2 separate regions of the Sus scrofa genome follow, and region 2 is linked to region 1. A link is a contact called in public HiChIP or PLAC-seq data. All regions are on one chromosome and are shown on one strand. The core of a region is the stretch at or near the end of the contact, and the rest is flanking DNA. Distances in the headings are between cores, read along the strand shown.

Evidence for each region. HiChIP or PLAC-seq counts read pairs in DNA pulled down with a chosen protein or histone mark.
Region 2: an H3K27ac HiChIP or PLAC-seq map of alveolar macrophages shows a contact between it and region 1. The contact joins two enhancer-like sites. A contact is called at or near these places in 2 of 47 Hi-C or Micro-C datasets (alveolar macrophages and blood) and 2 of 2 datasets of contacts at active chromatin or transcription factors (alveolar macrophages and skeletal muscle).

Annotation. Positions count from the first base shown.
Region 1 is chr15:45,472,146-45,477,029 of Sscrofa11.1, forward strand. The region is part of intron 1 of LOC110257052 (a long non-coding RNA gene); the gene reads right to left. Among named protein-coding and RNA genes, the nearest start is that of ENPP6, 33 kb to the left of the region's middle. Within about 2 kb of position 2,771, at least 4 of the 83 cell types and tissues checked have an H3K27ac peak or open chromatin away from gene starts, as enhancers often do. A contact at or near this core is called in alveolar macrophages, where this site is marked.
Region 2 is chr15:45,730,600-45,735,483 of Sscrofa11.1, forward strand. No RefSeq gene overlaps it. Among named protein-coding and RNA genes, the nearest start is that of CASP3, 20 kb to the right of the region's middle. Within about 2 kb of position 1,907, at least 7 of the 83 cell types and tissues checked have an H3K27ac peak or open chromatin away from gene starts, as enhancers often do. A contact at or near this core is called in alveolar macrophages, where this site is marked.

The sequences.
Region 1 (4,884 bases), core at 1,521-4,020:
ACTTTCATATGCCATGGTGATGCCAAACAGAACAAAACAAAACAAAAGCAAAAGAATCGTGTGCAGAAAGTAGATGGGACTCATCATATTTTAGGAAAAACGGTCCCCCAAAAGTAATTTCTCTAAGTAATAGAAGGGTAGGAAATATATCATTTAACAGTATATTAGAAACCTAAGTTCCCCATATACTTCTTGGACTCAGAACAAAGTATCAAAGAACCAATCTGATAAGGTCAGAGAAGCTGGCAGTCTGGTAAAACAGAGCTTCTATAGGTGAAAGTCTGACAGAAATTGGGAACAGGAGCTCGAATTGTCCACCTACCCTCTGACTGTTGGTATGAGAATGAGATTCTAAACAAGTGGACCTGGCTACAGACAATCAGCTCACCCCATCTCTTAAAGACTAGCTCTCTACACGTCGCTTCATTTAAGGATGAACAAATAAGAAGGGGGACCCTATGGAGGGAGCTAACTTTTAAAAGCTATGAAAACTAGGAGAAGGATTTTTATCTCTTGATGATCCAGAAGAATTGTTTCTCTAAAAATAATCTACAGCAGGATCCAGAAGGTTCAACAAATGCGCATTCCCTATAGGATATAAAAAGACATAGCCTCTATTAAGCAAGAGCAAGCAGCCATAAAGAAGAGTAAGTGAAAGTTCCCATTGTGGCTCAGCAGGTTAAGAACGCAAAATAGTCTCTGTGAGGATACACGTTCGATCCCTGGCCTAGCTCAGTGGGTTAATGATCCAATGTTGTCAAAAGCTGTGGTGTAGGTCACAGATGTGGCTCAAATCTGGTGTTGCCATGGCTATGGCATAGGCCGGCAGCTACAGCTCTGCGAACTTCCATATACTGCCTTTAGGTGTGGCCATAAAAAAAGAAAAGGAAGAAAAAGATGAAAACAGAGTGATAAACTAATGGTTTTGGCAAATATTTATTAAGAACCCATTTTGAGTCAAGCACTGTGATGGGGTTAGAGAATACAGAGATGAGTGAAACAGACATAGCACCATTTTGATGTAGCTTATATTGGAGGGTTAGCCATAATTTTAAATGTGACACTTTCTATGAAGAAAATGAACAGGGTGCTTATTTGAGGAATAACAGGGGCTACCTACTTAGATAAAGTTGTCAGGAAAGGCTTCTGTGAAGGGGTGGTATTTAATCTGAGTCAGCTATGAAAAGAGCAAGTAAAGAGCATCACTGGCAGAGAAAGCAACATGTCTTAAGGTGAAAAAAGGGTTCTGTGTGCTTGAGGAACTATAAAAAGACCAATGTGCCTAGTGAATGATCCAAGATAAATTAGGAAAGATAAGCAGTGTCACCTCATCTAGGACAGTTACAGCCAGGAAAAGCAGCACTTTACAAAAGGAAATTGAGTGTGAATGTATATGTGGGTATATACATGTGTATATGTACATATTTGTATAGATACATACACAAATATAAATATGTTTAAGTATATGCATAGGTATTAATTGTTACTGTATAGAGAAGGAACTAAAAGAGACAATAGAGGCAGCAAAAAGGCAGATGATCAGAATTCAGGGATGAGATGACAGTGCCTTGAACTGAGGTGATGGCAGTCAAGGTGGGGACAAGTTGACAGTTTAAAGAAATATTTGGAGGTTGAAACATATGTAACTACTGATGGACCACAGGAAGTCATGAGGGACAGCAGGGCTTAAGCATGACTCAGGATTCTGGCTTGACAACACAGTAGATGAATATGAAAGGACAGTAAGAGAGACTCAAAATGCAATCGCAAAACTAAAACCACCCTGGGGGAAGTGAAGAACTGAAGTAGCAGAAAATAGAAGGTAGGATGTGAAGGGCAAATTTGAGAGATTCTTCCAGAATGTAGAGAAAAAGAGAACAGAGATTAGAGAGATGACAAAGATGACAGAGAATACAAAACCACTCTTCTGGATAACTGGTATTTCTAAAGGAGATACAGGAGTTACTGAATAAAAACAACAAAGAAAACAGAACGGTTTCCTGAAACCAACAAAACTTAAGTCTAAAAATCTTAAAAACCAAGGAAAATTAGAGTCCAACATCTAGATATTCCCTTGAGAAGCGCTTGCATTTACAAAATAAATAATCAGATTTTTTAAGTTATCTGCTGAGAAAAACACAAAATCCGTGTCACCTTAAGACTTTTGCTCCAAGGCAGTTGTTACCAGAGGCAATGGAACTACATCTAGAGGTTTGAAACATAGCAAGTATGACTCAATAATTCCATAGCAAGCCACTATTGTCGCTCATGTGAGAGAAAAAAAAGATATTAACACATCTGCAGAGCTAAGAAAATATACTCTCCACATGTTGTTACCCCCCCACACACACACGCAAAAGTACTCAACCCCTCTCTAACAAGGGGTGATTCAAGAATGGAGCAGTTATGATACAGAAAAGGTGAGTGAGAATATTTTAATTTAATCATAGAAGTAAGGCTAAAAAGTGTCAATTTTCAAAATAGAAAGTGAATGAAATGCTGTTTGAAAGAAAAGTTATACAGTGAAAAATACAGTATACCACTAATATAAATCTATCTAAAATCCCAAATATCTACAAAAATTGGGAAAGGTGAATGAAAATTTTGACAGTGAGTGAAAATAATCTGACTTGTTTCACATAATTTGCATAATTACTATGAAGAAAATGAATGGGGTGAGATTAGCAGGCAGAACTACTTAGATGAAATAGCCAGGAAGGACTCTCTAGAGTATCACAGTTCCCTGACTCATCTGCAGGTGGAGCTGAGGTTTTAAAAGAAGGACAGAGTATTTATATGCTGATCTCATAGTATTTAATCAGTTACAGGACTGACCCACTAATATGACACAACTGGAACTCATAACCAAGAGAAATGAGAATTAAAAACGCTGTATTCCTTAACTCAGCTTTAGCTGACATAGAGGTGGTTTAAGAAGACAGAGCAGGAAGCTTATCCTTCATCTCATAATTAAAACAGGGAAATATTTGGTGAATATTTACAAAACTGTTAGCATCTCATACAAGTTAGATCGATATTTATTCTGTATCTTGACCTCATAAAGTTGAAGAGAATGTATGTTTACAAAGAAGAGCAAAGAGTTTTATGTAATATTGAAAAGTTTCCACAGTTTCAAAGGCAACTGGCTTACAAACATTATACCATGAATATTTACTATAGGAAACTACATTGGTTGAAATTTGTTGTAGAACATTGCTTATTCACATAATATTATAAATAACAGTGAAATTAATATTCACTTAGATCAGGGGTGGGCAAACTTTTCCTGTAAAGAACCAGATAACAAATATCTTTGGTTTTCAATGCTGCCACCACAGCATGAAAAGCAGACACAGAAAATACAAAAAAGAATAGGCATGTCTGTGTTCCAATAAAACTTTATTTAAAAAACAGGTAGCAGACTGGATGTGGCTAGGGGCCATAGTTTGCTGATCACTAATTTAGATGATTCTTCTAAATCATTCCTCTCTGTAGAACTTAATCCTCTAGCCATCACGCTCTCTGCCCTGCCGCAGTCACTTTCATGATCCCGTCTTGAGCCTTGACATCATTCCTAACAACTGCCACCCCTCCATAACCTCAATTCATCTGCTCCACCCATGGACCATCACTTTTTTCTTTCTCACTCCCTCTAGAACCCTGACCATATAATCCTTTGAACCCACCAGGTCCTTCAACCCAATGATCCTGCCATCTCTACACTTGTCCTTCACCCACACACAATATCCATATCCCTCCTTCAGTCGCACAGGAAATTATCATCTCTCCCTTCCATAAAACTTCGACTTTCTTGCCCCTCTTTCACTTTGTCACTCACTTGACAAAATTACAACTGTAGTTAAATCCAGCTCTGCAGATACTGTGCAGCTGAATGGTCCTGGAGAAAATCCCAAAGCCCCCATTTGAATTCATGACCATAAATCTCAAGCAGGCACTTTCTGTGCCATTTTCCCAATCCGTCAGTCTCCATTCTCTCCATAAACCTCCAGCACCATCTCCACCACCATCACAAAACCCAGAACAGACAAGGCTTATCATTTCACTGTAAAATTGGAAGCTATCAAAACAGAAGTTCTACAAATATATATAGGCTGGCCCGCCTTCCTCCTCTCCTGTACCTGCTCCTGCCTAAGGTTACTGCTTCCCTGTGGGCTGGATCCCATGACCTCTTACCTACTTAAAGATACCACTCCAGCTATTTCCACCCTCTTCCCCAGAGTCTCCACAGAACCACTGCTATGAGTTTTAGTAACTATTTCTCCAATATCCACCTAGAGCTAACTCTCAGTCATTCTGGGTGGGGAAGGAGGAGGAAAGACAGGTCAAGTAGAGTGAGGCTGTCCTTGTCCAATGTGCAGAACTAAGGCAGAGGGAGATCAAAGCTCCAGTGTAGCCCCAAGACTGCCCCACCCCAATGCCTCCAGCTTCCCAGCCAGATTCCGAAAAAAGAAAGTCCTATAGTGCCAGCTAAATTTACTTGAAAAGGTAAAGAGCTTAATCCAGTTTCCAGCAGCCGAGGCCTATGACCTGAGCCCACATCAGACTGGGAAGACAATTCAGATGCTTGTTAGCCCATGCTCACTTACTTTTAAGTTTGTGAATATCATTACCTTTCATCTTCTTGTGCCATCAAACAATCTTTATAAGAAAAATTCTTGATTGTCTTGACTGAATTCAGTGGGAGAGGATACTTTTCTTTTCCATTATTTGCACTGGGATAGCTCAGGTAATATAAATGCTCAGTGAGGACAGGTGTGGTGGCTGCAGGATCTGGGTGAACATGGGGTGCACCCAGGTGGGGAATGGGGAGAAAACACAGCTAAAGCAGGGGAGGGGACAGGGAAGGTCCTGGGTTGAACTCCT
Region 2 (4,884 bases), core at 657-3,156, 260 kb after region 1:
CGGCCCTAAAAAGCAAACAAAAAAAAAAAGAGAGAGAGAGTGAGAGAGAGACAGAGATCTCTTGCTGGTCTAGAAACAAATAGCACACCATGAACCTTTGGAAGGGCCTCTATGGCAAGGACCATGGCAGGGGGTGCTTGCAGTTGCTGGGTTGTCTGGTTGACAGTTAGCAAGAAAACAGCTATAAGGAACTGAGATCTACTGGTAACTTTAAAGAGCTTGGAAATGGTTTTGTCCCGAGTCAGACCTCCAGATAAGAACACAGTCCAGTTGGCACCTTGATTTTAGCCTTGTTGGACCCTGAGTAGAGGATCTAGCTGTGCCTGGACTCCAGACCACAGAAACTACGAGAATAAGCATGTGCTGTGTTAAGGTACTGGATATGTGGTAAATGGTTATGCATCAGTAGAAAATAAATGCTGCAGAGATTGATTGACACTCACATCCCCAGCTTTCTGCTGTAGCTGCTTGCGCCTTAAATTCACAGCACTGGCACAGCGCCTGGTACGTACTAGGCCGGTGAATCCAACTTATCATGAGCTCTAAGAATCTGAGAGATGCCGTGGAGTATCCCTTAGAAAATAATGAGCCTTGATGTAGGACACAAACTGATTGCTTATAAAGTCCTAAGCTATGTGCTTTATATGCATCCTCTAGAATCTTCCCAACCATACTGCAGGGATGGTGCTATGGTTATATTATTTTTTTACTAAGAAAACTGAGGTTCACAGAGGTTAACTAAAGTGTCCAATGTCATGTAGTTAATGAGCAGAGACTTCAAGCTTCGTGGCCGGATCTTGCAGACCCCAAAGCCAGTGAACTTTCACTTTCACAGTGTAGCTTCCTGTGTCTCATCTCCACTTGGTTTTTGAGTTCCTAAGAGCCACAGTATCATTTGGCTTCCCAAGGGCCCCACTTGGTGGCAAACTTGCACGGTTACTCATTGCTTGGAGCTCAACTCTCCTTGTTGGTCTTGCTCATGTATGTTGGCTGCCACCCACATACCCCACTATGGACAGATGCGCCTAACTCTCTTCCCTCAGTTATCACAGCTTGCTGCCCCCTTGCTTTCTGCATCCTAAAGTAACAGGTGGATGAACGAAGAATAGAGTTGGATAGAAAATCAAAAAGGAAAGTCAGAAAGAAAATTATGGTGTTTAAACATATTGCCAAGAGTCTTCGAAATTTAATTAAGAAAGCTAGTGTTTCATCACAGGGTGGGGATCTGTCCATTTTCAATCAAACTTGACTCCCCAAACTCTGTAGCATTCCAGCTCTATCCTCAGACTTGTTTACCCCCCTTTAAGGTGGCTTCTTTAAATGATGCAATAAAGGATAGTTGTTGGCCATCCTGAGGGCAGGTTCTGGAAGAATGAGCCTCTGCCATTTGTTCAGATTGTGTATAAGGATCTGAGATCTTGTATTCGTCTGTTCTTTCCTCCAGCTACTCCCCTCTTGAAAATAGATCCTTTCTGATCTTCTATCACTTTGACCAACTCTCTGTACACATGCCTCTTTAGTACCTCACAAAGACAGAGCTCTAAGAATCAGGTGTAAAGTAGACATGCTCTCCTCTAGATGCTAGTGCATGCTCTGGCTTGTGTTTTTAATTTGGTATCCGAAGTGAGTAGTTGAGTGACCGTAGAAAGAATAAAGACTTGGAAGGCAGAAATACCTGGCTTCATATTCAGGCCCCACCCACCTCAAGTTGTGTGACCTAGGCAAGTTGTTTAACCTCTGAGCTTCCAATTCACAAAATTTCAACGTCAGTCACAAAATTGGGGTGATAATACGACTTCATAAAATTCTCTTGAGAATTAAGGAAGACGATGTTTGTAAAGTGCTTGGTGGAGAGAAATTGCATCAGACTATTATAAGCACATCTGGCAAAACTGCATCCTCACTTCCTTTCACTCATCACCTCCTCCTACTCCCACACTGTTGATGTGGCTGTTAGACACAAGGCCTTCGTGGCCCCAAGGAGAACTGTCACATTAAATTCTTGCATTTTGATGTTTAACAGCTGAAGGCCAGAGATGACCCAGAAAGAGAAGGCTGACTGCCTCTCCCCTCCTTGCTCTCCCCCCACTAGGTGAAACCCCCCTGAGCAGGGAGAAGGGAGTTGAGCTGGGGAGGAAAGAGCTGGGATGAGCCTTTGCTTTAGTCCTCAGAGAATGAGCACTGCTCTCCAGCTCCTTAGATTTGGGGTTCTGCAAATGGCACCTTATTTCCTGCTTGGAGCCTAAAGGAGAAGGTTGCACTCTGCCCTCCCCATCATAGAAGGTGTAGAAAGGCTTAAGCAGTAGGTGGCCTGGGGGTCGCCTGCTTATCCTGACAGAGCTCAGGAAACAGTTCTGGGGTCTGAGATGCAGTTGACTTTGAGGATGAAGGGCAGCCACCCTAAAATACACCTCTTTGGCATAGGGTTGAGAAATTGCAGACACAGGAGAAGCTCTGAAAACGAAGCAGAAGTCACTCTTTGGCAAGAGAAATGTACCTTTATAAAGGAATTCTCTGCTTGTAATGTTGCCTCCCTCTCTGTACCTAGAAAGGAAAGATAATCCTTAATCATAAGAGACCTATCAATGGAGGGGGCACTGACAATTCTGTGTAACAAACCGTACCCTTCTCTACCTGGCTTTTCCTGGTAACCACCCCTGTAGCCAGCCTCCCCTCATTTTTTCTGGCCACACCCGTGGCAGTGGAAATTCCCAGGCCAGGGATAGAACCTGTGCCACAGAAGCAATCTGTGCCACCACAGTGACAATACCAAACCCTTAACCTGTTAAACCACAAGGGAACTCACCCCCTCACTTTTCTTTTGTCTTTAGCTGAAAAGCTTATTTAAGCCAGTGGTTTAGGTCATGTTGAAGAGTTACTCAGTTTTCCTGGGTATCTCCCGTGTACACATGGGAGGTATACATGCGTCTGTCTTTTGTGAATCTGTCTTTTATTATAGGGGCCTCAGTCAAGAACTCAGAAGGGTAAAGGGAAAATTACTTTTCCTCCTCGGCATGGGGCCTCCTGACTGGGATGAGAGGATATGGAGTAAACCTAAGAGCAGAAACCCCAGGGGAACACAGATAACTTGATGGGGCCAGAGTGGGGAGGGGAGGAGGACAGCCCAACGGAATGACGTTCACCTCCACAGGACCCACAGGGCACCTGTGACAATGGAAAACCAGACTCTTCCAGCCTCCTGCTCCCTCTGTGACATGGTGCTTCACAAACTCCCAGGCAAGGAGCGAGCCCAGATTGTCTGAGTTAACTCAGAATTGACTAGGTTTGCCCTAAACTGATGAGTTTTCCACTACCAAGCAGAATGGAGGAACTTGACTTATTAGCAGAGTGATAGTTTATACATTAGAACCCCCTAAATGACTGAGATGATGATCATGTGGTTTTGTCTTTCCTTTTGTTAATGTGGTGTATTACACTGATTGATTTGCAAATATGGACCCATCCTTGTGACCCTGGAATAAATTCAACTTGATCATGAAGGAAAAAAAAAAAAGAACCCCCTAAACAGAGGTCATCCCAGTGGTGGCCCCACCCACATCACGAATCTAAACACAGAGCAGCCTGCGTTTACCAAAAACACCTGTCAGGGAAACCCGACATCTACCACTCACCATCCTCCAACTCAGCTTTGACTGGTTTACCTTACCCTAGAAAATAGGACCTGCTAATTTTATCAGGAAACCCTTAACCTTCTACCCCAAATTCTCATGCCACTCCTACTGGAAGGGTGAAATTATTGCCCTATTTTAGAGAAAGAGAAACTGGAGTTCAGACTGGGGAAGAGGCAGCTAGTTAGCAGATTCCAGAGCTGGTACTTCCCAAACTACAGGAAGCCCACAGAGGATGTGTACACGTGGGAGGTGAAGCGGGGAGGGGGAATTCTGAGTCGAAATGAAATATTGTCTTTAGTGAAAAACATTTCTTAGTCATAGTTTACCTGTCTGTTTCAACATACTGAAAAATGGGTTGCCCAACAAACATCACACTTCAAAGATAGTCAGCTCAGAATTTCCCAGACTTAACTTGATGCAATTTGAAATTATGCTCCTCTCCAACCAAGCAAGTTGATATCAATGCAGTGGTTTGAAAGGACTTTTACATCAAGGCTGGAGCACAAAGTAGATCCCTGAAGGCTCACAGATAAACTTTCACAATAAGCTTCTTCCATTGATGACTTGATGACATTTGAGAAAAATTTGAAGAGAACCTGGAGCAAATTATTTAATATTTTTTAGTGGTTAACTTTAAAGATGTGATGTATTATAGTGGTTCTGAGTCTGGCCTTTCTTTTTCATGTTCTCATTGGATAAACAAAACCACTATTTTATTTTTTTTTAATTTATTTTTTAATTTTTTGGGTCTTTTTGCCATTTCTTGGGCCACTCCTGAGACATATGGAGGTTCCCAGGCTAGGGGTCGAATCGGAACTGTAGCTACCAGCCTATGCCAGAGCCACAGCAACACAGAATCCAAGCCTCATCTGCAGCCTACACCACAGCTCATGGCAACGCCAGATCCTTAACCCGTGAGCAAGGCCAGGGATGGAACCCACAACCTCATGGTTCCTAGTTGGATTCATTAACCGCTGAGCCACAATGGGAACTCCCAAACCACTATTTTAGTTCAACTATTTCAGCCTTTACATTTCACTCTATGCTTGAGGGCATATGAAGGTATGAGGAGAGAAGAGGGAAAAAGCAGGTTCTAGGAGTTCCCTTGTGGCTCAGCGGGTTAAGGCTCCAGCATTGTCACTGCTGTGCCTTGGGTTGCTGCTGTGGTGCAGGTTCAATCTCTGGCTCAGGAACTTCTGCATTCCATGGATGTGGCCGAAAAGAAAAAAAAAGTCAGTTTCTAATTTTGTAC